2 separate regions of the Zea mays genome follow, and region 2 is linked to region 1. Evidence: chromatin contacts called from public Hi-C data. All regions are on one chromosome and are shown on one strand. Each heading gives the region's core, a stretch centred on a gene start, on an enhancer-like site or on the middle of the called end of the contact. The rest is flanking DNA. Distances are from core to core; before and after follow the strand shown.

Region 1 (3,535 bases), core at 732-3,231:
CTTGAGTTTCTCAGCTTTTTAAATAGACTGCTAATGAAAGAACCCATTTTGATGAAAAATATATCAATTTGAGAGCTTTATAGAGAAGGGCAGGCCTAGTGCAGTGGTGACAGTTGTCTCACTGAGTCACCATATTGCGGGTTTGAAACAGCCTCTCCGCATTTGCCTTGGTTTATCCCTTTCTCAGACACCACTCATGTGGGAGCCTCCAGCACTGAGTCTGCCCTTTTGAGAGTTTTATAGAACCTACTGATAAAGGGGGGTAGAAAGGAAAAATAACTATTTTGCCATATTTCTGAGGGCGTCGGAGTATAAATATATATAGATCAAGCAATGATGATACATTGCATCATTGGAGCATGTACTTGCATAATGATATATACATTAACTAGTCAATAAGTAGAGTTGTAAACCATGGTAGGATACTCTCTTATCCCAAGAACACTATTATGATTTTCCATTGTGTACATATAGCAACTGTCTCTACTCCATGGAAAACATTCACCAACAAGTTTTAGGGCTGCTGTTGCCCCTGATGTAAATATACATTTGTAGTCCCTTGGAGATGCATTGAAGTATTTTAGGACCTGTGAGGATAAAGTTTGCATCATAAGCAAGAAAAGGCTGGTTGCAACTTCTCTCATGTGCATACAATTGTGTACAACGTTAGCACCATTTTACAGTTCTTTTGATCAGAGTGAAGCATGAAAACTATATCCATACTCCTTTTCAACTTCAATTATATGTAATTGAGTATTTCTAGTTTAGAACATATGCTGAAATAGACATGTAAATAGTTGTTGTGACTTGTTAGCATAATATCAGTAACGGATGCCAATCACTAGCATTGGCTTTCTTAAACGAACTGCTGCAGTGCTAGCTGATTTTCAAAAAGAAAAAAGAAGTTCCATAATGGAAAATACAAACATAAGAAATGATAGGTCCATTTTTTTATAATATGCAGTACCTGATGCCGCACAGAAGTAACAGCATCGATTGTAGCCATGCTTGAATCGTTCTGGCTATCTTAAGGCATGTCAAAGAACACAACCACAATAAATTTTAAAAGGAAATGCATATCAACGAAAGAACAATCTCTTGTGAACAGACCTCCCAAATTTAAGGATACGAGGATTCCCATAGACATTAGACATAAGGTCTCTAGCAACATCCGTCATCTGTGCCTCTGAGTACAGTGTCGCACCAGCATGGTCCAGGTAAACCATCCCTGCTCCTCAAAACAAACACATCTTTAGAAACTAGCAAAGTAGCAAGCTGCAAACTTCTATACATGTTAAGCTTAAAATTATCCTCTTAACGAAATACATTCTCAGTCACGTCGTCAAAATTGACATAACTCCTCTTAGCCACATCAACAAAGCTCAAACTTCCTAATAAAAGAAGGTCGCGGAATGAATTTAGGAGATCGCGAAATCACACCTTCCAGGCGCTTGAACTCGGCGGCCCGCAGCTCGTCGATGCCCCTAGGCGCGTCCGGGTAACCGTAGTCCCCACCGAACTGCTTCAAGAACTCCGCCTTGCTCTGGCCCATCTCTCTCTCTCTCCCGCAACTCCCCAAATGGCAATCAAGTTATCAAATATCAATCCGACCCAAACGGATAAGATTACGCTCCAAAAGAACTTGGAGAGGAGCAATTCTTATTGCTGTCCCTGGAATTAAGTGCTACCGAGAATGGAGGTGATCACCAAATCGGGTTCTGAATTGGTTGGGATCGTGTTTCAGTTTCTCCGCTCGTGCTGGACGATAACCATACGGCGTGGGGCAAGAAAGCCAGTAGCGTGGAATCTCTTGACGGCTAGGGACCAGCGGGCGGGAGGTAGAACTGTGGAAGGCTCGAAGAGAAGAAGATGCGTAAGAGCTCGCGCAAGCAACGCAATATTCCACACCACCTCCACGGTCAATGGAGCGGCCATAGGCCATAGGGCATAGGGGAGCTTCCGTTTTCTGCAAGCGTCAGCGATGACGTGGGGAGGAGACCGAATACACTCTTGCCCCACCGCTTCTGTCTGCATGGGCCGGTCTGGGCCAAACTCGTGGCAGGTGGCCATGTAGGCCCCCAGACCTAAGCATGGCACGTAGATACGTTGTGCTATGGCCCAAGTAAAGGGGTGTTTAAAATTGCTCCAATTCTAGCTCCAATACAAAACTATAGTTTATAATTTTTTTGATAAAAGAATATTTTATTAATAACTTTAAGCACGTTACATCTAGAGATAAAGCCTTTAAAATTTCTTTCGGTCTCTACTTAAAAAGCACACAACTTTGAAACAAATAAACTTGATAACTCACATACTCTAATAATAATCAATCTGAAGACTAGACCGCCACATATGTATCCGTGGGAAAGTCATTTGTCAGACGCATCAAGTATTGTGTAGCCTCCACAACCATAGGTCGCAACTCCGCATTCTGGAAAATAGCCCATATTCGAGGCCAATGAGCAATGATATGGATAACCTGCGAGGGAGAAGAATTAGTTTCCTTTTCAAAGACAATATCATTCATGTGTAACCAAAGAGACCAACATGTTGTAGCACCACCAAGTAAGATTATCTTTCTAATATTTCTATCAAAGTCACTAAGCCAGGTACCAAACAAATTGGAGACATTAAACGGTTTAGATATCGTGAAGGGCATGTGAATTAAAGCCCATGTCATATGAGCAAACCAACAATAAAAAATAAGTGTTGAATTATCTCTTCTTCATTACAAAAGCAACATATTTTGTTTCCTTGCCAGTTGCGGCTTGCTAAATTATCATTTGTTAGTATCACTCCCCTCCTAAGATACTACAAAAAGATTTTGATCTTAAGTGGGGCTTTTATATTCCACATGCTTTTATTTAAATTTGGTACCTCACGCCTAATCAATGCTTGATAATGTGACTTTGCATAGAATTGTCCTCACGGGGACAATGTCCAAGTAGAAGGCGTCCACATCTCATGTTAGGTGAATGTTAGTGATGCGTGAAAGTAATTCATTCCATGCCACCAATCTAGACCCAAACAAAGTTCGTCTCCAAAAGATGTTAGCTTATGTTGTCGGCAATGGTTACGTGCTTCTTTCTAGTTATACTATATAACACAGAGTATTGGTCTTTTAGAGCATTTGTTCCAAACCATGTATCTTCCTAGAACATCACATGCGATCCATTATTAGTCTTGAAGGTTCCAAAGCGAAAAAAGTATTGCTTCATCTTCATCAAACAAAAAAATGTGAGTCTTCTAATTTCCATGCCGCTTGGGCAAGTGGTTTCGAGCCCAAATATTTATTTTTTAAAATTGGTGTCAAGTTCCCTCTTATGTTAATAATCTAAATAACCATTTACTCAGTAAGGCTATGTTAATATTCAAATCATGGATCCGAAGGCCTCCTTGATTCTTAGGTTGGCATAGGATACTCGATCTCACAAGGCAATATTTTCTTTTATTCTTGTCACCTTGCTAGTAGAAACGAGAGCTAAAATAATATAGTTTTCTAAGAACGCCTATGGGAACCGCAAGAAAAAGACAT
Region 2 (3,586 bases), core at 871-3,370, 320 kb before region 1:
AGAGACTTAGCAGGCCGTAGGAAGTTAACTAACTTCCTAGAGCCCTCTAGGAAGTTAAGCTAACTTCCGACAAAAAATTTTCGAGAGCCAAACTTCCGACGGGATGACTTAACTTCCGAGAGTTTCGCTAACTTCCTAGAGTTTAGGCCTAACTTCCTAGGGTTTAGGCTCTAGGAAGTTTACTATTTTGGTGTAGTGTAGTGTATGATGAAGCTTGCCTTCTATATATGCACTCTCTTGTTGATGTAGTTTAATACTTCATTCTTTCTTATAAAGGCCTAGGTAAAATTGATGATGAAGACATTACGGTTAAAATATATACGTTCGAAACCAGTATAACACGTGTTCATACTTGTTGACTTGATTTATTTTTCTGTTGTAACAAAGGGGTATTTATATCCAGGATAGACATTTGTGCAATTGTGCTCTTCCGCGAAGTTTCAAATTGACAAACATATATGCACGGCTTCCGGTTATCTGTTATTTTTGTGTAAAGCGTAAAGAGTTGGCTCCGGTACAACGCTAGGACATGTACTCTGTTTACGTATCATCATCACATTTTTGAAAACCTGGTCGTGTCAAACGCTAACTTATAAAACCAACCGGCTAACGCAGTGTAGGGACGGACGCGCGCTATTTTCTCCGGACTCCTGGCTCGTGAGTAGAGATGGCAATGGGTACAAACCCGCTGGGTTTTGCCATCCCAAACCCATACCCGTGAAAAATATCTATGCCCATTAAAAAACCCGTACCCATGACGGGTTTGAGATTTTGCCCAAACCCGTACCCATCGGGTTAGCGGGTACCCATGGGTTACCCGCGGGTTTCATCTCAATATACTTGTTCTTCTCATAATCAATAAGTATCGTAATGATTAATGAGATCATGATCCAAATTTTATGTAATGAACAACGAGTTCATGATTTGGTATAAAAATTATTAGTAGAGAGAATGAAATACAAATAATAAGTTGTATAATTAAGTGACCTTGCACTAAGTTATCCATCCATCACATATATAACACTAGTAAAAACTATAATAGCAAGCAAGCAACACTCTCACCGACTACTAATACATTCACCAGTTGATAAAGTTAGGAAGTAAATAAGGAATAACAAGTGTGTTGTTCATTTATAAAATAAAATGACAATATGCACTAGGTTTGGTCGGGTTTAAAAAACCCACGGGTTCACGGGTTTGGGTACTATAGGAACAAACCCGTACCCATAAACCCGTCGGGTATAGATTTATGCCCATTAACAAACCCGTGGGTATGAAATTTGACCCAAACCCATACCCTAATGGGGTAAAAACCCATCGGGTTTCGGGTTTCGGGTACCCATTGCCATCTCTACTCGTGAGAGAGAGAGAGAAATACTCCTCACACTCACACAAAAATAACTGACGTTGCTATCCTCTCTCCTCCATGTGCCAGATCAGTGTGCGGGCCCCGCGACGGCGACTCCCCGCATTCCAATCTGGCAACCCAAGCCCTCGTCCTCTAGTCTGGCGCTCGCTGGGGCGCGCGGACGGCACGGAACCGTACGAGCGGACTACGGAAGGAAGCGGCCGGGCCGGGCACCGGTCGCGGTCGGCCCCAGCCGACGGGCCACCCAACCGATCGATCGGCTTTGCTGCGATGCTCCCGTCCATCCCGTGGTGTACCTGCCGGGTACTCTCCTACAGTACCCGCAGTCCCGCACTCGTACATCTCGGGAACTGGATTTTGAATTCTGTTACGATCTCTTCGTTATAGAGGAATTGGGTCTACCCCTTTTTTTAACGAATCGCGCCATTTTTTATCTTCTTACTAATGTTTTCCCCAATATTAGTTACGTTTCACGACAAGTGCACTCTTATGTACGAGTAATAATTCGCGTGTTTTAAAGCAATACTGTACGATGAAGTGTTCCGGGAGCCTAGAAGTATTTTTTAGTTGGTAGGGTAGTATGAAGTGCCCACAAAGCCAGCGCACCCTGAGGAAAGGATTTGCAACTGGCAAATGGAGATTAAAAAAATAATCATAGAAAGAAAAAGACCTTGGCAAAGCAAACTTCCGCCTGCTCCTCCCCCGTCCGTTATATAAAGGAGACAACGAGGAGCCACATGGCCAGCCGGTACAACTACAAACGCACTGTGGTCTGTGGGCTGTTGCTGCCTCCAGCCTCCCCCTCATCAGCTGCTCCAAGCACCGCATCCTCACCTCCGGCCGACACCGCCGTCGCAAGGTCCCGCAGCAGGGCTCTCTCTCCGCCCACGGCCCACCGCTCCGTCTCCAGCATGAAGCGCCTGCTCCGGCGCCTCTCCCGCGTGGCCGCGGCCGACGCCTGCGCCGCCGCCGCCGCGTACGAGCCTCTCCGGCCGGACGCCGCGGCGCCCGGGAAGGCGGCCGCGCTCGCGGCCGGCGCGCGGCGGCTGGGCGGCGGCGCGCGCGTGCCGGAGGGCCACGTGCCCGTGTGCGTCGGCGAGGAGGGCGGCCCCGTGGAGCGCTACGCCGTGCGCGCCGAGCTCCTCGGCCGCCCGGCCTTCGCCGCGCTGCTCCGGCGCGCCGCGCAGGAGTACGGGTACGGACACCCCGGCGCGCTCCGCATCCCCTGCCCCGTCGCCGACTTCCGCGACCTCCTCCTCCAGCTCTCCTCCGCCTGCGCCGCCGCGGACCACCCCGACGACGACGCTGCGGCGCTCTGCTACTACTCCTAGGCTCCGGGTTCGGCTACGGCATCCCCTGCCCGCCCGCTCGCTCCGACGCCGCCGCCACCGCTCCTCCCCCCGTCCCGCCCCCTCCAGTGCGGCGGAAAGGAAAAAAAAAAGAAACATTCGCCGCATTTGCCGCGGAGGGCGTAATTGAGATTTGTCCTTGCCCCCTCGGTGAAAACTAAAAAACGGCAGCGCCAAGCGCCGCTCGTCTTCTTACTGAATTACCCCCCTGCGTGGGACGTACGACTGTGTGTGCCTGTACATACGGGAGGGTTGACTGTGGTGGCTGGTGGATCCTAGGATGGGTGGGGGTACAAAGGGGATTTTCTCCTGCAGCTCAACCGTTTTAGTGCCTGCTGTCTGGTGGGAATTTTTTCTTCCTTCTTTGTTGTTGCTCCTGCCGTGATTTTGGGTCTTCGTCTAGATCTAGCTCTCCGCAGTCTTGCTCTAGCTCTAGTGGTGGTTGTATTGAAGTAGTACTAGCTAGTTGTGACTGCTCAGCAGTGAGCACTACCTGCCTTCTGTTTCCCTCTTAGGGCTTTTGAGATCTTAACAATACTCCAATGCCGCAAGGCTAGTGATCTCGTGACTGAGACCGAGGAAAAAAATGCCAAAAGTTCTCTTACCCGTGTGTCCCAATGCGGTGCGATGTGCCGAGTTCAGTTTATCTCCGTAATTTTATTTCTGTACTCTCTTCGTGCGCTGCGGTTTTCGATGGGGGTCGCTCCCCATGCCGTCAATTAGCGCGCCAGGGCCACAGGATAGGATCTTCTGGAGTGGCTGGGCTTGCGGAGGCATCAGATGCTGGTGAACGCCAGCGCCGAGCAGCGGAAAGCAGAGGCTGTGCGGGCACCGAAATGGCATCTGCGCGCTGTGCGTGTACAGCAGC

The links. A called contact is a pair of places that touch in the nucleus more often than the background predicts.
Region 2: a contact with region 1 is called in a Hi-C map of ear, with 1.8 times the contacts expected there. The contact joins the promoter of LOC100281845 here to the promoter of LOC103638882 in region 1. A contact is called at or near these places in 6 of 25 Hi-C or Micro-C datasets (bundle sheath, ear, endosperm and 2 more).

Annotation. Positions count from the first base shown.
Region 1 is chr9:115,784,150-115,787,684 of Zm-B73-REFERENCE-NAM-5.0, reverse strand. It overlaps LOC103638882 (molybdenum cofactor sulfurase), which reads right to left and starts at 1,981. Exons shown (of 22, transcript XM_020544069.3): 1 at 1,441-1,981; 2 at 1,130-1,228; 3 at 968-1,026; 4 at 427-587. The coding sequence starts at 1,552.
Region 2 is chr9:116,107,219-116,110,804 of Zm-B73-REFERENCE-NAM-5.0, reverse strand. LOC100281845 (SAUR25 - auxin-responsive SAUR family member) reads left to right here and starts at 2,120. Exons shown (of 1, transcript NM_001154765.2): 1 at 2,120-3,320. The coding sequence starts at 2,281. The coding sequence ends at 2,700.